Regions from separate parts of the Rattus norvegicus genome. Here region 1 is linked to region 2. The links are chromatin contacts, called in public HiChIP or PLAC-seq maps. All regions are on one chromosome and are shown on one strand. The core of a region is the stretch at or near the end of the contact, and the rest is flanking DNA. Distances in the headings are between cores, read along the strand shown.

Region 1 (6,736 bases), core at 1,288-3,787, 97 kb before region 2:
AAAGAAACAAAAGACATGAAAATGAAAAGGGGCTTGTTGGGAAGGAGGGGCTCCACAGGAATAAGACAGGTAAGAGGGAGATGGGGTGTGTGTGAAAAAGACCCAAAGACATAATATACATGGATTAAATTGACAAAAAATAAAACATTAAAGATACAAACCAACAAATATGGGGTGAAGTCTCACCATTAGTTGTATGACTCTTGACCCTGGCTCAAATGATAGTTTAGGCTGGATATCTATTTGTTGAAGAAATTGTCCTGTACATGAAGGATGATTAAAACTGTTAGCCCTGACAGTCAAGGAGACCCGTAGTGATTGCACTGCAAGTACTGAGTACTGAGTACTGGCACACACCACTGTGCTGAGTTAGGTGGTCCTAGGCTACCCAGAGCTCCATTCAGGCTGGGCAAGCACGCCACCAACCGCACACATCCTCAGCCCTCCTGGCTTAATGGCGTGGTAAAATGTTTTCTCTTTTGTCACCAGAAACGATAGTCTCTACAAATAATCTGCTACTGAAGTCCACTCCTTCTAAAAACGAAGGCTGTTTTGAAAGCATCTATTGTGTGTGTCCTTTCCTATGGACGATGCTGTTCTATGAGCTAGAGAAACACATAAAGCAAAGGAAGCAGCACCAAAGACCGAAGACCACATTTAATGTGTTAAGGCCCAAAACTGGCTCCTTATTAAAACGCTGGCAAGAGTTCAAATAAGCTGTTCCCTCGTACTGTGATCGAAAGAAAACACCCTGACAGGAATCTGCTCAAAAACTCCTAAAACTTAGATGACCTTCAGTGATGGTTTAAAATTTTAGGCTACCAGCTTGGTTTACACAGAGAGTTCCGATAGACAGAACTACACAGCTGGACTTTGTCTCTAAAACATAGATAGACTGATGGACGGATGGACGGGTGGATAGAGTTTTAAGCAACATAACTTTAGGGGATTATATGATACACATGAATGGAACAGATATTTCAAAACAGTGATGGCGACAAATAAAAACAAACGACAAAGCTCAGAGCCTTTCATTTGACTCAGTACCTGATATTAAATGCTCCTTAGACCTTAGGGGGACGGGAGACCAACCCAGGCCTCGAAGCACCCGATTCAGTACTAGCGAAAAATAACAGTATCAATACAGTGGGGAAATGCCATAATATGTAAAAGTTTCTATTCAAATTCAAGAAGGAACTTCTAGCAAGGGACAGGGAGAAGGAGTAAGAGGCTACGCTGTGTAATGGAAGGTTATGCTCGATGAAGCCTTAACTGACAGCTATTAATAAAGTGATTAACAGCACATTGAGTATGGTAGCCTTTGAGGTCTTAGAGGGCTTCACCAACCACAAGGCTATGCTAAGTCTATTTTGTAGAGAACAGACAAGTGCAGGGTCAAACCGACAACACTAGCAATGTTGTGGATTAACTCTTAAGGTCAGTCTATCAATGCAGCAAGAGCAGAAAGAGAAGGCAGCAAGGGAGGTCAGATAGGAGAAAAGCCTTGTGCAGACAAGGAGTCATAATGCGATACGTCATGTTTTAAAGCTGACTTTTTATAGTATCCTCTAAGAGTTCACTAATTTGTTGTTTTATTTCTACAGTTATTAACATACAGAATCTAGGTCAAATGTTTTAAACATGTTAATACTGTTCCAAGTTACCTTTCAAAATGCTTAATTTCAAATTTACAAATGTACACAAACTCCCAGATGGTAAACATACATTCTATGTTTAATATACAGAAAACAAAAGAGCAGTTTAAAAGACCTGAAGGAGACACATCTGAAACAGTTGTAAGTCAGGCAATGTACTGGCCCAGGACTGACTGTACAGCTTATTTTCAAGGATTCAGTACCCGTGCTGACTGCATACACTCGGGGAGGGCCTGGAAGCGCTACAGTGATAGCTGACACAGCATCTTGGCAACCGATAGCAACTGCCTGGCCTCCTCCTCCTGAAACCTAGCATCCTTCACTAACTTACGAAGTTAGTGCACAGTCGGCGCTAATGCTCAAGAGGCAACAGCAGGAGGATTGCTGCAAACTGAAGGCCAGCTGGCCTACAGACACCCTCTCTTGAACAAAGTTGAGTGTGATGGTGCAAGCTTTAATCCCAGTACTTGGGAGACTGAGGCAGGAAGATTATTGTACACTCGAGGCCAGCCTGAACCACAAAGAGAGGCCCTGACTTCAAAAAAAAAAAAAAAAAAAAAAAGACATTTTAAAAGGTAAACAGTATCTACCCCAAGAGGCAGGAGGAAGATTTATTTTTCTTGATTTTGATAATGAGCCAAAAGTCACTGTCCTTTAAGTGGCAAGATTTGACACGCCAAGATCTGTATGGTCCCTTCCAGCCCTGAGACAAATCTTTTATTTTAATCCCTAAAGTTATAACATGAAACTTTATTTGCCAGAATAAGAGAAGAAATGGCAGAAAACAGCTCTGTCAAGTTTTCTGTTTTGTAAGGAATGTCTTGTTATGCAGCCTTGATACTTCTCTCCAGATTCTAATCACTATGACTGGGTGAATGAAATGCAGTGCTGCCTTTCTGACCTTTAACCCTTAGTGAATGCTTAGAATTCCTTTTTTGCAGACCTGTTCTAGATGCTAACCAAGAGTGATGAAGATCGAATAGGACTTGCTTGCCATCCACTGCTGACACTCGTGGGCCTCTCTGAACACATATTATAAACTACTGCTTTTATGGTACAAAGGAATATATTTGGCCTGCATCATTCCAACAGGAAATGAGTGTTACTACTCACCAAATGCATAACATTCTGTCAGAGACAAACCGCGCTTGTCTGTGTGTGTAAGACTGAGGCAGCAATAATCCACTGCGACTCTAATCCACCTGAACATTTCAAAATGAGGCATGAGCCATGAGATGTAACCACACAAAGTGAAAATAATGTTGGCAAACTATTGCGTTGGTTAGCATTTCAACATAAAACATACTGTAAAAATCGAAACAGGAATAATAAGCCAGAGCCCAACTTTGAGTGGCTCTGCAAGGCTTTCATTCACAGGGTTGCTGCTATGCCTCTCCAACAAGTGTCCCAGACATTTCCCGCATCCATCCAGCTCTAAGGGACTTCTTTTGAGATCAAAGATTAGTTCCTATCCAGATGTGGCAGCTTACACTTCTAACCCAGCACTTGGGAAGGAAGGTAGTGGATGGCCACAATATGAGAACCCATCTTTAAGAAAAACAAAAAACCAAACCCAAAACAAAATAACAACAAAAACCAAGCAGGCAATGGTCAGGTACTCTGGGAGACAGGCAGGTAGATCTCTGAATTCAAGATCAGTATGGTCTACACGTAAGTTCCAGGTCAGTCAGGGCTTCATAGTAAGTCCTGTCTATGTACAAAATAAACTGCTGTATTTTTTTTAGATTTATGCTTTTAGGAAAAAATAAATAAATGGCACTATTCTTAGGAGACAGTAGTTGAGAAAATATCAACCCATGAATATGAAACATTCAAACAGGTAAGTAAATAAAAATTCTGTCCATAGCAATAAAAAAATTTCCCTTAAAAAATTTGATTCCTGGCAATGGATACCACTATAGATAAATTATATCACAAAAATTCTAAGGCACTATGCAAATTCTTTTGATAAATCTACATTTCTTCATACTTAACTCATAATTTTAAAGTCTCTAGCTTCTAAAAAATCAAATATAATTTATTACACTTTGAACACAAAACATCTACTAGGCTCAAGGCTGTAATAAAGAAGTATGGTGGTTAATTCTATGGTCAACTTAAATGGATTAAGAAATGTCTAGGGCACAGGGAGGTACAGATAGCTTTGTGTTATGATGCTGGAGAGACTGAACTAAAACAAGAACCTGGCCTGGATGTGTGCAACAGCACCCCTGGCTGGGGGCTACAGCTGAAAATGAAATTAGGAGAAAAGCAGCCATGTCCTTTTCTCTGCTTCCTGATTTGTTCAGATAAAAAGTGTGGGATCCCCCCCACATCCCAATCCCCGATGCCATGCCTTCCTTACATGATAGACTGAGACAAAATAAATCCCCCCTCCTTTAAGCTGCCTTTGTCAGGTCTCCACCACAGCAATGACAAAAATTCGAAGAGGGGACTATATCTAATTTCTGCATCCTTACATCTGTTCTCAATACCTACCTCAGTGCCTAGCAAACATGGTAAGTTCTTGACAAAAAAACTAGCCAATCTGAATGGTTAGTTTTAGTAAACTGGTATTAACTATTTTGCTGTTCTGATATTTCAGTATAAAATGTGTTATTTATCAAACAGATACAATCTAAACCACTATTTAATATACATCTACAGTTTTTATTCAGAGAATTCTTTCCATTTAATAAAAATAACAGAAACAGCTGTGCTGCTCTTTTAAGAATGCACAGTAACTGTATGTAAAGGACTGAAAGAATCAGGTGATTAGAATCCTAAACACTGCGGACAGACCCTACCAGTGACCTCACAAGTCTCACAGTGCTAGGCGAAGCAGGAACACAAAAGGCCGCTAACTGTGCTGTCAGGGTCTACCTGTGTTCCTCCGTAATCTATCCTCTACCTTAAAACAAACCTCGTAAGATAGCTGTTTCAAATTCAGTTATGGCCCTTTCAAAAGCTGGTAGGTAGATAAGACAGAGATCAATCAGAACATAGCAATAATTAAGAGAACAAAATGCTGATAATGGGGAAGGACACATGGAGGGCAAGCACAGAAAAAAGGTGCGCAGAGCAGAAAGACAAACTAAAAAACGCAGGCTCAATATGGATAAATTCTGTGGAATCAGAGTTTTCTCATGGTTAGAGAATAACAACATGGTTAGAGAATTCCATGGTTAGGAATAACAACAAAGCAAATACCTGAACCAAATATTTCTAGTTTTTGTAAAGTAGTTCCTGTGACAGCTAATTTTCACTGTCAACGTGGCTAGATCTGTAATCAACCAAAGGGTAAGCTGCTTGGCCCGCCTGTGAGGTGTTATAGCCATCTAAAGGGGGTGACCTCCCTAAACATGGCAGCAGAGAGGAGAGCTTTGTACATGCTTGCTTTCACTCCTTGTTAGTCTGTCAGCACGCCTTCCTGGTAACAGAGCCAGCTTCCTGGGGCTTCCAAAACAGACTGAAGACCAATAGCACCCAGGATTCCCCCAGTCTTCAGTGCCAGACTGAGACTATGAATCTGTTCTAGCATTACAGCCTCTCAGTCTCTCCAGTGTGAGACAGCCACTGCTGGACTACACAGACTGTACTGTCTATGTAAGCCAACCTAATACAGTCACCTTTGATTGTGTGCGTGTGTGTGTGTGTGTGTGTGTGTGTGTGTGTGTGTGTGTGAATGTTAGATAAAAACCAAGTAAATCTTTTTATACTTAATTTTCTTCAGAAGTCATTTGAGTAATTTAAGAGTCTTATTTAAGAACTGTTAAGTGCTTTAGACTTTTTAACTACTTGCATTTTAATGGGCAGACAGTAAAGTTTATTTGTCTATGTTTTAATGTTTATTTACATTTATTAAAGCTTATAGGCCATTAAAAGCTCATCAAGAAAACTTTAATTCAAAAAATCAGCCCCGTCATCCAAAAATAACAGTATATAACTACTTTGGTATTAGCTTATTTTAAATATTGCATATATATTTATACTTTTGGTGGTTTGAATAGGTATGGCCCCCCCATAGACTCATGTATTTGAATGCTTTGCCCATAGGGATTGGTATTAGGAGATATGGTCTTGTTGAAGTGGGTGAGGCCTTCTTATGGGAAGTGTGTCACTGTGGAGGTGGGCTTTGAGTCCTACACACTCAAGCTATGAGCCAGTGTGACAGTCTCCTTCTGCTGCCTAGGTGTTAAGATTTAAAACTCTTGCCTCATCTACCATCATGCCTGCCTGCATGCTGCCATGCTTCCAGACATGATGATAATGGACTGAACCTCGGAAACTATATACCAGCCCCAATTAAATGTTTTCCTTCATAACAGTTGCCTTGGTCATAGTATCTCTTCACGCAGTAAAACCTTATGATAATAAATAAACATGATTGGTTCTACAGTTTCTAACTTCTCCAATGGGGCAATAAATGAAAGAAATTTAAACCAGGCACGGTGGTACACACTTATAATCTCAGCACTTAGGAGGTAAAAGCAAGAGCATCAAGAATTCAAGGTTAGCCTGAGTAAAATAGCAAGTTTGAAGCCTGCCTCAGCTACATGAAACCCTTTCTCCAAAGGGAGTGGGGAGAGAAAGAAAATTCGAGAAAAGAAAAAAAAGCCATAAATTGTCCAAGCTGCACGTGTGCATGTGCGTGTGTGAGAGAGGTTGGCATCAGGTGTCTTTCTCAGTCCTTCTCTACCTTCCATCATATGTTATGATACAGTCTCTCTCACCAAATGTGGAGCTCACCTACTCAGCTACACTAGCTGGCCATTGACCTTCAGAGATCTGCCTGTTTCTGCTTTCCATGTTGACTTTAAGTGATGTGCTTGCTAATTTAATTTCAACTTGAAACAAGCTAGAATTATCTGAAAGGAGAAAAACTCAATTGAAAAAATGCCTCCATAAGATCTAGCTATAGAGCATTTTTTAGATAAGTAATTGACGTGGGAGGGCACAACCCATTGTGGGTGGTGGCACCCCTGGACTGGTGGTCCTGGGCTCTTTAAGAAAGCAGGCTGAGCAAGTCATGGGGAGCAAGCCAGAAAGCAGTATCCCTCCATGACCTACCTCCATACTCC
Region 2 (6,319 bases), core at 2,132-4,631:
CAAACTGTGAACTGAGTGGCAGGCAGCAGAGGTCACATCTGTGTCTATTATTAAAATAACTGAACCAGGTGAGAGTGGATGAGGGGCCGGCTCGCAGCAGTGTCTTCCAGATGTGTACAGGAAGACAAGTCAGGGTCATGATGATGACCTGATTACTATTTGAGAGAATATCTGGGTTGTTCGTGGTCTTTGACTATTGCTAGAACGACGTGTGTGTGGTACAGTTTTTAAATAAACATATATTTTCATTTCTCTGTGATAAATGTCCCAGTATGCTATGGTTGGTTGGAAACTATATTTTATTTACCTACAACTTCTTTACTATGCTCTTTAGGTATTGATGTTTGAGTATATTTTCTAGTTTTTGATTTCAGAAAACTTCATTAGTTTTTTTTTTTTTTTTTCTGAATAGCTCTGGCTGTCCTGGAACTCACAATGTCCCTCAGGTTGGCCTTGAACTTATAGAGATCTGCCTGCTTCTGCCTCGTAAGTGCTGGTGTGTGCCGACAGTCCCAGTGTTTTCTTTTGTTTTTGATAGCGTGTAGTTTAATGTAGCCCACCTCACAGGTGCTCGCATTATATTACAGGTATGTGCCACCATGCCCAGCGCGCTGTGTCACTTTCTTCTCATGTGTGTCGCCTGAAGAGAAATCTGGTGTCATTCAGGTTGGTTTTCCTTTTTGAGAAAGTGTTTTTACTTTCTGTGGCTTCTAATATTTTGGTCTTAATTTCCAGAGGCTTGATGACAATGTATGTTCGTGTCAGTCATTTGTCCCTGTGATAAAATACTTGAGCAAATCGTCTTAGAAGAGGAAAGGTTTATTTGGGCTTACAGTTCCAGGGGCTCCAGTCCACCTTGGCTTGCTGTGCTGCTGTGCAGCCATAGTAAGTCGGCCTTCAATGGCAGAGGGAGGCTATGGTAGATCACAGTTGATTACCTCAAAGCATCAAGAAAGCCAAGGGCCCCAAGGACAAAAGAGGCTGTGCTAAGAAATACCCTTCACACACACATCCCAGATACCCACCTCCTTCACTGGTGGTCCTCAGTTTCTGTCCTGAAAGAGTCTTTTCAGTCATGGATCCGTCAGTGATTAAACCAGAAGTCATGGCCTCCTGACACTATCATTTCCCCAAACCTTCACCTCTGAAGATTTACACTGAAGATAAGGCCTTTACAGAAGTCTTGATGAGAAGTCCTGCGGACTCATTCTGTTCCGTGTTTGCTTAGCTTTTTAAAAACTCTTATAAACCCAGGAACATTGCCTTTTCTTCCATCATGAGAGAACACGGTGGGAAAGTATTGTGCTATGAACCTCAATAGAGAAGGATGGACCATGAGAAGAGGAGAAGGGTTTTTTCTGCCAGGAGGGGTGCCCTGTATGAGGCCTTTACCAGTAACCTCCCAGCAGAGAGAAGCAGGGTACCTAGTTACCACTGAGTGTGGTAGAGGTCTAGGCCTCCCACAGTTCCCACGGTTTCTGCTGATAACAATGTCAGGGATGCTTGCTGCCACCTAGCCAAGAGGAAACCAGCTCCCGATTGGCTTTCACTGATACCTTCCCACTAGAAGTCTAAGATGTCCCAATACAACCTGGTAAAGGTAGAATCCAGGCTCCCTCTTCTGTTATTTTGTAGTGCTTGGTTTTATTAGAATTATTTTGTTCAAACCTTTTCCGTTTTCCTTTGTGCTTACGTGTGTGCATGAACACACAAAGGCACACAGGAGCCAGAGGTTACTAAGTGTCTCCCTCGACTGTGCTCCACCTTGTCTTTTTGAGACAGGTTTTCTCAATGAAACCATTTCTGGCGTGCCATTTCTGGAGTCTGTCTGGCCATCAAGTCCCCGGGGATCTTTGTGTCACTTCCCAGTGCTTGGAATTACTGCGCCCGGCTTTTTCCATCAGGTGCAGGGGGCTCAGAACTCCATGCTTGTTCATCAAGCACCTCAACCTCCCCTCCCCCCAGCCATCTCTGCAGCTCAACAGTTTTCTGTCTTTCTAAACCACCTCATACTAGTCCTTTGGGTGAGGAGGCCAGGCTAACTGGAGCTTTTCTGACCTTTATCCTTCGATGTTTTCACACCAAAGCCTTCTTTAACATCAACTGTAGGCTACATGAAGGAAAAGGGGAAACCCAGGCACTCACCATGGTGTTTTCTAGAGGTGTTACAATCTTATAAAATGTCTGAAGCACAGGCCTGGAGGCAATCACATGCTAATTTAACTGAGGTAAGCTGTCGGAATGCTATGGAATCCTTGTGGGACCAGTTCCTCCTTTGGCCAACACCAAGGCCTCAGCCTCCTGCCATCTTGGGATTCCTCAGCAAATTTAATTCTTTGGGGTCAAATGTTTCAATAGCCTGATAGCAGAAAGAAGGAAGGAGCGCAATGTCCCTTTGAAGAATATATCCTTTCCTGTCAGAGTCATCATCCCACATGGGCCCCATCTGGTCTGTCTTCTCTTCACCTTTCAGAGTCAACTTAAATTTACTTCATATTCAGCCCCTCCCCCATCTCAATCCACAGAGAGAAAGGGGAGTAGAGGGAGGGAGGGAGACAGAGAGAGAGAGAGAGAGAGAGAGAGAGAGAGAGAGAGAGAGATTTTACTTTGATTTTTAGTTTTACTAGAAACCCTGCAGAAAAGCAAGGGAAAGGATGTCTACTCCACCCTCCCAGAAGGAGGTTATCATTTTCCCACATATTATTCATCTATTTTGTTTTTTCAAGACAGGGTTTCTCTGTGTAGTCTTGGCTGTCCTGGAACTCCCTCTATAGACCAGGCTGGCCTCTAACTCAGAGATCCACCTGCCTCTGCCTCCCAAGTGCTGGGATTAAGGACCCAAGCCACCACCTTTTGGTCATATTTTTAATTTTTAAGAAGTTTTTTTTATTACAATTAGTTATTTGCAGTGTGTGTGTGTGTGTGTGTGTGTGTGTGTGTGTGTGTGTGTGTAGAAAAACTTAGTAGTTTGTCTTCCCTTCTTTCCCTCACATTGCTTAGAGGAAGTGGACTCTGGGAAAGCCAGCGCCTCCATTAAGTAACAAGAGATGAGAGGAAGATATTGGGAGGGAGAGAGGCAGAACACTAGAGTCCTTCCCACGCTGGCTCACATCTGGAGAGCTGTTGACTTCCTGGGTCTTCCTCGTGGAGTGTGGGGGAGGATGTTATTTTTCAAGTGGCGTGGGCCTCCGTTTCCGATTCTCACAGGCTATCTGAATGTCCGTTGCCTCAGGCAGAGAGAGCTGCCCAGATCTGACACTAACTCCTTGTGGAAGAGGCTGGCAGGCCCACCGGGCCAGCGGGGCAGCCTGCAGGGCAGCGATGCTGAATGAATTTAGCGCCTGTGAAGGAGGCTGGGTTGGCAGGCCTCAGGACAAACTCCCTCTTTGTTCTCGGTACAGCCCCTAGACAAACAGTGCCAGTTTTCTTCTGGGCCCTAGCCACACTCAGCTGTGAGGAGAGGAGCAAGAAGCTCTGTTGATTTCAGCCCTAGAAGAGATCCGTTTATTTGTGTCTTGGAGACCCACTGGCTGCCTGCGGGATTCAGGGATGAGGTCTTAAGCTTACACTTGCCAGTTACCAACTTCAAACACTTTTTACTGTAGCCTGTAGTGAGAGAAATGTTTTACACCTTGAACCAGTAATGCGCGCGCGCTTACACACACACACCCACACCCACACCCACACCCACACCCACACCCACACCCACCCACCCACACACACACACACACACACACACACACACACACAGACACACACACACACTTTTTTCACATGTTTAGAATATGAAATGGGTCCAGGGAGATGGCTCAGTGGGTAGAGTGCCTGCTGCATAAGCGTGAGGACTTAAATTCAGAACCCAAATCATCTAAAACTCGGGCATCAGCATTGTGAGGGCTGACACAGGAGGGGAGGGATGGGTGTTCTCTGGCCAGGCAGCCTATCTGAAAGGAGAGCTCCTGGTTCAGTGGGAGACCCTGTCTGAAAAAAAAATAAGATGGGATGGAGACTCCAAGGCAACAGTCCAGACACAACGCGGGTGACGCATGTATGAACTCATGGAGGCTATGCCAGACCCACAAGACCTACACATATTAAAGCTGGACAAAATCCCAGCATATGGAAGAAGAAGTGGGCACAAAGTGGCACCCTGGCCAAGAAGCCACGGATTAACTGATGGGAGAAGACAGATCGGTTCTCTTTGGTGGAGTGACACTGGCTATATCAAGCACAGTTCAGGGCAAGCCCCACGCTCAAGAGTAGTTGGCCAACCCTAAACAAACTGTGTGGTTTTGTTTGTTTTATTTTGAGAGAGAACATGAAGGTAGGTGGGTAAGGGGGTGGCTATCTGTAATGAGTTGGAATACAGGAAAATATATTGTATGAAAACATTTTCTAATTAAAAAAATCTTGGATGGTGATAGAATATACTTGATGTTGAGCTCTCTGACTCCACATGCACATACTCACTCACATGCACACATACCTGCACACACTCACACACACCTGCACACACTCACACAATGCACACATAACTGCACACACTCACACACACCTGCACACACTCACACACACTCACACACACACACTCACACACCTGCACACACTCACACACATGCACACATAACTGCACACACTCACACACTTGCACACACTCACACACACCTGCACACACTCACACACATGCACACATACCTGCACATACTCACACAGACTTGCACACACTCTCTCACACACACCTGCACATACTCACACACTTGCACATACTCACACACCTGCATACACACACCTGCACACACACATCTGCACACACTCACACACTTGCACACACACATCTGCACACACACATACACACACTCACACACACTCACCCACATGCACACACTCACCCACATGTACACACTCAACCAGGTACATACACACCTACACATATACACCATGCACATACTTACCTTCAGGCACACACTCAAACACACACACACACACACACACGCACACACACACACACACACACACACAGGAAACATCTTTGAAAAGGCAGATATTGCCAGGATTGGTGGCACACACCTTTAATCCCAGCACTTGAGAGGTAGAAGCAGGAAAATTGCTGTGAGTTCCAGGCTAGCCTGATCTACATAGAGAGTTCCAGGATAATTAAGGCTACATAGAGAGACCCTGTCTCAAAATAAAGATAAATAGTAAAAGAAATACATAAAAAGACATTGTATAGGAACATATTCTTCCCCTATACTTAAAATTATTCTAGTTTTTATGTAAAATTTATCAATCCTCTCATCACCTAATGAAAACTTTTCTCCCTGTCTAATTCTAAGAAAAGCTGTTCATTGCTCTGTTGAAACAAACTCGAGAAGTTAAAGCTCTGGAAATTACTCTCATTCTAATTGAAACTCTATTATGGTTTTCCTCCAAGTACAAATCAGCAAGAAGTCTACTTCTCATGCATAAACATGGTTATTTGCTTATCTGTAATTCTTTTGCAGTGATAGGCACCAAACCCAGGGTGTTGGGCATGCCAAGAAAGTGCTATATCACACTGAGCCATTTCCTAAACTGTAGACAGAGAGCTTAGGCTGTTCTTGAACCCATTATTCAGCAGAGGCCAGTCCTAAACTCACCATCTTTTGCCTTAGTCTTTCAAGTGTTGGGATTATATGCTGGTACCACTATACCTGGCTTCTACCCATAGGTTTAAAAAACATTAAAGAATCATTTTCATTATTTTGTGTGTATGGGTGTTTTGTCTGCATGTCTGTGTCGTACGTGTAGAGTGTCCTTGAAGGCCAGGAGATGGCATCAGACCCCTTGGAATGGGAGTTACAGATGGTTGTGAGCTGTCATGTGGGTGCTGGGAATTGAATCCAGGTCCTCTGAAGGAGCAACCAGTCTTCTTAACTGCTGAGCTATCTCTCCAGTCCAGTCTCATGGTTATTTAATGTAAAGTTTTTTATTTTTTAACATGTGTCTTGGTCAGTGTTCTATTGTCCATGACAAATCTTATAAAAGAAAGCATTGAATTAGGGCTGGCTTATAGTTTTAGGGTTAATTCATTGTCATCATGGTGGGAGCATGGCAGAACACAGGCAGACATGGCGCTGGCGAAGTAGCTGAGAGCTCTACATTTGGATCTGCTGTCAGCAGAGAGAGAGAACCACTAGGTTTGGCCTGGGCTTTTGAAACCTCAAAGCTCACCTCCAGTGACATACTTCTTCCAAGGCCAAATCTCCTAATCTTTCTTAAGGAGTGCCACTCCCTGGTGACCAAGCATTTAAATATATGAGCCTCTGGGGGCCATTCTTAT

Evidence for each region. HiChIP or PLAC-seq counts read pairs in DNA pulled down with a chosen protein or histone mark.
Region 1: an H3K27ac HiChIP or PLAC-seq map of oligodendrocytes shows a contact between it and region 2, with 7 times the contacts expected there. The contact joins two enhancer-like sites. A contact is called at or near these places in 7 of 12 Hi-C or Micro-C datasets (the A7r5 cell line, Schwann cells, frontal cortex and 4 more) and 1 of 1 datasets of contacts at active chromatin or transcription factors (oligodendrocytes).

The regions. Positions count from the first base shown.
Region 1 is chr5:126,321,577-126,328,312 of GRCr8, reverse strand. All of the region lies in intron 1 of Usp24 (ubiquitin specific peptidase 24), which reads right to left. Among named protein-coding and RNA genes, the nearest start is that of Usp24, 15 kb to the right of the region's middle. Within about 2 kb of position 2,537, at least 5 of the 93 cell types and tissues checked have an H3K27ac peak or open chromatin away from gene starts, as enhancers often do.
Region 2 is chr5:126,225,718-126,232,036 of GRCr8, reverse strand. No RefSeq gene overlaps it. Among named protein-coding and RNA genes, the nearest start is that of Usp24, 81 kb to the left of the region's middle. Within about 2 kb of position 3,381, at least 41 of the 93 cell types and tissues checked have an H3K27ac peak or open chromatin away from gene starts, as enhancers often do.